Linked DNA regions of Mus musculus: region 2 is linked to region 1. The links are chromatin contacts, called in public promoter capture Hi-C maps. All regions are on one chromosome and are shown on one strand. Each heading gives the region's core, a stretch centred on a gene start, on an enhancer-like site or on the middle of the called end of the contact. The rest is flanking DNA. Distances are from core to core; before and after follow the strand shown. Region 1 has its middle 200 kb from the start of Gm34306. Region 2 overlaps Gm4258 (a long non-coding RNA gene).

Region 1 (3,500 bases), core at 370-2,869:
TCACAAACGTGTTTCCTGCCATCACGGGTCACTGGATTTCCTTCACTTTGAGCAACTTTCTATAAAGTTCATCAAGCCAAAGGAACAGAAGAGAGAGGATAGGTACAATCTCCATTACTGTCAACATCACTGCTCCTTAAGCTTAGGCTTTCCTGCCAGGAGCATGCAGGTTTAATACCGAAGCTGGTCCTCTTGCAGGTGAACAGGGAATCTCTCCAGATGGCTCCAGCTGTACCTGCACCTGCGTATATCAGGATCTATCTAAAAGAGGTGCACAAAAATACAGCTTTGACAGAGGCATCTGAGGAGAGAAACCCCATCATAAAGGCATTAGAGAGCAAACAAAGGCTCGGGTTGGTGCATTCACTAAATAATTTAGTTGAGGAATGGCAGAGAGAGGAAATACATGGATTAAAATAACCGTAGGTACACAGACAAAAACATAAACCAAAACAAAGTGGGTCATCTCTTAAAAGGGGACAAAACAGATGGGCTTTCAATATTAAAAATCTACTATGTAGATACCCTCACAGGTCAGGATAATGGCTTAAATTCTACAGAAATGGGAGCCTCTCGCTCCTGACGTGTGGGAGGAAGGGTCTGTGGTTTTGATTAATCTATCTGCCTCTAGGCAGCCACTATTGATCCTGGCTTGACTGGGCTCATGATGTTTTTATGACAGTCAGGGATTTATTTCTGATGAAAAAGTTCCCAAAACATTTATGCCTTACCAGATACTTGGCAGAGAATGGTCGTGTTCTTACAGGCAGTGTGTATAGTCAGAGCCCAGCACTGCTGATCAGAGAACATGTGATTACTGTTAAAACTCAAGAAATAAAGGCACTGCCCATGGGTACTGCTTTCTTTAAAGTCATCTTGGTGTTTTAAAAAAATGTTGGGTTAACAACCATCTGCGATACACTAAAGCTTGTTTTCTTTAGCCTTTCATCTGAGATTCAGAATAAGTCACACAATCAGATGCCTGCCTCACCCAGATTCCCGGTCTCTAATTCATTAAGAACCAATTCTTTCAAAACACTGCAGGTTAATCCAAACTATCATTGAAGTTTACTGCATTCATTAGTCATTCAATATCAATTTCTTCCTTGATTTGGGGCTGTTATATAAAGCTGTCAATGGGTCTACTGCAGTGGTTCCTGATGAACAACTGCACTTGAGCGTTAGCCATTAGTTCAAATACAAAGTGAGCACAATGTCCATGAAAGATCTGCTCCGTACGTTGCACAGAGATCTCTGGATGTAAGGAGAGCCAGGTCATTTTTCTTTCACAAGCACTCAGTCTATGGGCTTGATGTGGGGTTAACAGTCTAGAGCAAACATTTGTGTGTGTGTGTTCTACTCTAGAAACACTACACGAACAAATTAGAACTGTGGATTTTGGGTCCCATACGTTTTCCTCTGAAGATTGCCAATTAATCAATGACAAAGGTGTGAGCTTGGGAGGAGAGGTTTTATGAGTTCCCTGAAGCCTGGAATTACAGAATGCTTAGGGCCTTCAGATCTACGATCCCTAATTGTTTGCAGCTGAGTGAGACACTGCAGTCTCTAGGTATGCTTGGCTCCCATGCCCATAAATGCAGCCCCAAGGAGAAGGGCCTCTGAGAGCCCCACACCCTCAACAGTCACTTTCCTGTGCCACCTCAGGACCAACACTCGAAGGTGAAGGAGGGCTCTCAGTGCTTTCAATGGTCTTATTTCAAGAGGTCCTTGGAGTGCTTCAGACCTAGAATCTCCAGGCCTTTTACGTAAGCATCAACCGACTGACTTCTGTCCCACCATAACTGCACATTGGCTGCAAAGCAAAATGTATCTGATTCACTTTATGGAGGGCTCCTGGAAAAATTCCCAAAGCCTAGTCCATAATTACACAAAACTAAAACAAAGACCCAGCCAAGAAGGACTTTACCACTAGGGTTAAGCCATAACCCCCACTCTCCTCCGAGATTTGCATACAATGATCTCATCCAAGTTCTCTGAACTCATTAGTAATTGGCCAAGCTCATGGCTCTGAGCTGATGTGGGCAATCAACAGAATGTTTGAATGCCTATCAAAATCCACACATCTGTGGTTATAAATTTAGCACCCATTAGGTCTCTTGTGTTCTTTCCCATGGGATTTCAGACTGACAAAATAGAATTTTATCGTATGTTAAAGCTTCTAGTGCTGACAGAAATGAGAAAAACCCTGGCATGAGAAAAAAAGTGAAATACTTTCACACTTACATAATGTATTTCTTTTTAGAATCGGCTTGAATAGTTGGCATCAGGAATGTTTTGTTGTTGTTTCAGTTTGCCTATCTTCAACCATCACTTGTTTATTAAGGACAATTATTATTCCTTTGGATAATCTTAGATCAAAGATATCCAAATACCAAATCCTGTTTTTATATCAAAATCTGTTCCACATCAGGCATACAGGACTCACTTGAAGGCCTGGCTCAGCACCACAAGGTAAAAATTCTCACTCAGCTGATATATGCACTGATCAACACCAAATCCAAAATTAAGTTCCCCTCCTTTGAAACCAGACCTTATAAAACTGTGTCAGTTGATACAAAGAATACATCCTTTAGAATTTTTAAAGTGGTAGGGGACTTACTTTCCAAAAGTGTCTTCACAGAAATCAGTGGATTTCACTCTGAAACTGCCTGCTCACTTAAAAAAAAATATCAAAAAACAAATGTTGAGATTGTACAAACTGATGACATGACTGATGCAAGGTATGTTTGAAGGGAAAGGCTTTTATAGTGGATGTGAGGCAAGGAACTGCCAGAGGTATCTGGAAAAATTCAGAGCAGGGATAGAAAATGGTAGACTGGCCATGGCCAGCAGACTTGATTTGGTCATGAGAGGAGAGAAAAGGAGAGAACAAGAAATGAGAACAAAGAATATGCAAGTCAAGGTGACCAAACGAGGACAAGAGAGAGGACTAAAGGAAAAATACCAAAAGAGAGGGAGCATTGCCTAGGGTTCTAAGGAGAAATGAGTAGCTAGGTGCGGAGCCCAGGGGCTGGAGAAGTTTAAAGTAAAAGCAAGTTGAGAAGAGCCAGATGCCAGCATGGACTCCAAGATGCACAAAGGAACTGAGACACTGAGGGAGTCTGGAGGCCAGCACGTGCTTTGGTACATTAACTGACACCACGGACAGCTATTTGTCTCTTCTGCCAGTGATAGGGTAAACTGGCTCCTTTGGAAGGGTGGCAGGAAGACTGGCTTCACAAGTTCCTGGTCAGTGCTGACTCTACTCTAACTGCCTGAGTTTAGGGGGCTGGGGATGATGGAGTTACCTTTGGATCTGACAGAGATGACAGATACTAAATATGATTTTAATATTTTTTATTTAAAATTTTGGCCACTTTCCCTCCTTCCCAAATTTCTCTTTTCCCCAAACCTTCCCATCTTTATATCTACCCAGCTTTGAGTTCTAGCTCTGTCTTTCTTAGAACAAAACAAAACAAAACAAAACACAAAAACGAAAA
Region 2 (3,500 bases), core at 636-3,135, 360 kb after region 1:
TCCCCATCTTACAGAAGTAAGGATGCACTTTTAGTTGGGCTGTGTCTTATGTTTAACCTTTGCAGGGCAATCGCCTTTCTCTTACAGGCCTTTGTTCCCCTTCAGAGAGGAAATGATTCACTCTAAAAATTCAATATAAATAAAGCAGCTAATTCTGCTTTTGAAACTTCAAACTTTGAGATCGAATTCAACATTTCTGAAAAAAAAAAAGAAAAAAAAAAAAAGAAAGAAAGAAAACAAAACCCCAAAACCCAGGGACACAATATATCACTTCAGTTTGCTGCTTTCAAGGTCAGCGCTGGGATCAGACAGTCCCCATTTTTTGATACAATTAGAAGATAAAGACCTGTCAGTTCTCAGAGAGCTTAGCCCAGAGCTCTGTGCAGAAGTGGGTCAATCGCCCTGCCCTGTTATCTGTCTAATTAATGATGCATTTAGTTTGAGACTCACAAATCTACTCATCGACTTCTCCAAACACCTTAAATGTACACAAATTCCCTTACTAGGTCTTACCATCTCCCATAGGATACAGTAGAAATGGGCCTAAACATATTAAAATAATATTTTTATAATACATTGTCTTCCTTCATAATTACTTGCCATTTTTCTACTAACTATGTCAGTTGTCTGAGATCCCTTGCAGACCTTAGACTATGGAAGAAATGGCTGCACTCTCCCTAGCACATGTCCTAGACAGTCAGGAATGGAAAATGAGTACTCATTTACTCCCAAGGATTATGGCAACACACATCTCCTAAGTCTTTCTGGCCTGAACCACTTGGATACCACAACATAATCCTTGGGAGTAAATGAACGAGGTGCGTTTGGGTCTTTCCTTGCTTTCGTTTATGTTACCGTTTGGATTCACTTGTACACAAGAATCTGTTTACCAGTTTCCTGTTATTAATTATGGGAAATGGACTTCCTTAAAATGTTAGGGACACTCTTATACCTCACGTTCAAACACTTCCGGCAAGATACTGACAATCCCCTTAAGTTCCACAAAGCCATATGCTCATTTGAAATACATTGTTTCTTCTCCTACCCCTCAACTTATCTCTCCCTGAAATGAAAAGACAGAGAGTAGCATGCCTCTACCCAGTTATGAGGACACCGAGGTGTGAATCCCGAATTCTAGTCACAAAACTGAGTTGCAAAATTCAAATAAAATAGTAAAGTGCTAAGGACCACAATGTATTCTAATGTAAATCTACAAACGGGGAAAATATTGATTTGCTGCTTGATGTATTATTACTAAGCTTTTCTTCTGCTCAATCCAAGTTAGTATATACTCTGTCTTGTCTCTGTTTCTCTCAGTCTCCCTGTGTCTCTGTCTTTGTCTCTCTCTTCTCCCTCCCCTCCCTCTCTTCCCTCTCCATTTTCTCTAAAGTATAAGCAAATGTATTTGCATACATTAAAATCATAAAGAACCCAAAACATCTGGAAATTTTAGAAGCAAAGCAAAATAGTCAGGGGAGAAACCCAGTTTTAAAATGCAGATGTTTAATTGTGCTGTCAGTTTTGTTACAAGGGCACAAGAGCAGAAATAACCAGAAGTCAATGGCAGAAAATTAAAATACTTTCAGGAGCGCTTGCCAAGGTAAAAGCAGTGAAATTGGTAACACAATATGGACACGGCCTTTCTAGACTGAGATCTGGAAATGTTACCATGTGCAATTTCATAAATTAGCTATTTCAAATGAAAATCCTTTTCATTAAAGGACACAATAAAAGTTTTTCATACTCTCTCTTCCCTTTGGTCATCAACATCAGGCAGTTATTTGGGGTTTGTCTTTCATCAATGACAAGCTCTTTCCCCCACCCTTCGGGCCCCGTTTCTAAGACTCTGATAGTGCTGAGTGGCCAGAAATTACAGATGCAGGACAGCTGACAAATGACTGCCAGGCCCCTCCCCCAGGGCCTTGGCAGTCACAGCTCCTGCCGGAACACGCCTGAGCACAGCGAGCCTTCCAGACAAAGACACAAAGATTCCATTTTCTCAAGGAAAAATAGATTTCATGTGTAAAACACTGGTGAGAAAAACTCAAAGCTGACACACATGTGCGGTCTCCACGAGGCGAGGCTGAATCGCTCCGAAGACTCAAATTTCACTTGATTGCATCAAAGCCTAACAAATATTATTTAACCGAAGAGTATTTCAGGCAGGCTGTAAAAGGGGGAAAAAAAAAAAAGAAAAAAGACAGGCAACGGTAAGATATTTTATTTGTTGAAGCGCGTGATTAAGAAGGCAAAAGAATCCCGAGCTTAGTAGAGATGTTGATCCTAGAGTAAGAATTCATACTTGCTCACATCTTGGAGTCTACAAAGTAAGAAGAATTCTTTTTTTAAAAAATTAAAACCTTATTCAATCAAAGGGTTTAGCAAGATAGTATTAAATTCCTACGAGTATGTTTCTAGTGAAAAGAACCTCCTCACAGCAGCCCCCAGGATATCATTACTGGAGAGGCAGCGAGTACTTTATTACACATGAAACCTTGGCGACTGTCTCAGCCTTCCCAAGCATGCAGGTTTCATCTCGTGGGCCCAGAGCCCTGGCTTCCACAGCGAAGGCCATCTGCTTGGCCTCCCCGTCATGCCAGGCAATGTGTAGGTGCAAAGGCCAGGGCTGGGAGACAAAGAAAGGCTGTCTACTGAGAAAGAGTGTGCTTTTCTTCCTGTCTGCCTGGACACCCATCCCCACTACTCAGATGAGTTCAGTGTTTGCAGAAAACTTAGTTTAATATACTTGAGAAAGTGAGCCCTTAACAGGTTAAAATATAATTAATCGTAGCTGTCAGGGGTAATAGACCAAGAAATTGCACTGGGAATCTTTTTTTTTAAATTATATAACAAATTTAAAAACAAATAAACACAGTTTGTACTTTCCTGTACCTTTTACAAGATCCTGCAATTCTTAAATTTCTTTAGCTTCTGGAAATGTCAGGGTAAGAAAGAAAGAGGGAAAGAGGGAGGGGAGGGGGAGGGGAGGGAGGCTGAGAGGCATTACAAAACACTTGAGAATTCAAAAAGAAGTATCATGAAGGATAATGAGGCTATTAGGTAATCGCATAACTATTTTATCTAAACTCTATTCACACACACACACATTTTAGGGCTAGCTATTATGATCAACAGGGAAGGACATTAGCATCTTAAAGATATTGCTAATATTAGTCATCAAAATTCATACTTCATATTTGGTGTTAAAGTGACCCCCACCTAAAGGGGACTGAAAACATCAGTACACTTGTGGAAAACAAACACCAGCTTGGCTGGAAGCATAACTTTTATTCTCAATTAAACCACGTCGCAATCTGCCTTTGATGTCATCTCAGTCCTCCTGCCTAGAACATGAAGAATTCTACAAGTTGCAGCTCACCTTTGGAGATCAATATCTGGAGGAAACCTCCCTCTCTAAATGCAGATGTATGTGCTGAGGGGAAAGGATGTGAGATATTTATTGCCTTACAAACTTTAGCGCACACTATGCTAAGAGGGTC

Evidence for each region. Promoter capture Hi-C pulls out the DNA fragments that hold promoters and counts their contacts.
Region 2: a promoter capture Hi-C map of cranial neural crest shows a contact between it and region 1. The contact joins two enhancer-like sites. A contact is called at or near these places in 2 of 39 promoter capture datasets (the C10 cell line and cranial neural crest), 1 of 15 datasets of contacts at CTCF or cohesin (large pre-B cells), 1 of 484 Hi-C or Micro-C datasets (uterus) and 2 of 115 datasets of contacts at active chromatin or transcription factors (large pre-B cells and stem cell-derived neural progenitor cells).

Annotation. Positions count from the first base shown.
Region 1 is chr1:137,564,017-137,567,516 of GRCm38.p6, forward strand. No RefSeq gene overlaps it. Among named protein-coding and RNA genes, the nearest start is that of Gm34306, 200 kb to the right of the region's middle. Within about 2 kb of position 1,620, at least 11 of the 459 cell types and tissues checked have an H3K27ac peak or open chromatin away from gene starts, as enhancers often do.
Region 2 is chr1:137,926,181-137,929,680 of GRCm38.p6, forward strand. It overlaps Gm4258 (a long non-coding RNA gene), which reads left to right. Exons shown (of 3, transcript XR_003948014.1): 2 at 1-3,500. Among named protein-coding and RNA genes, the nearest start is that of Gm4258, 29 kb to the left of the region's middle. Within about 2 kb of position 1,886, at least 141 of the 459 cell types and tissues checked have an H3K27ac peak or open chromatin away from gene starts, as enhancers often do.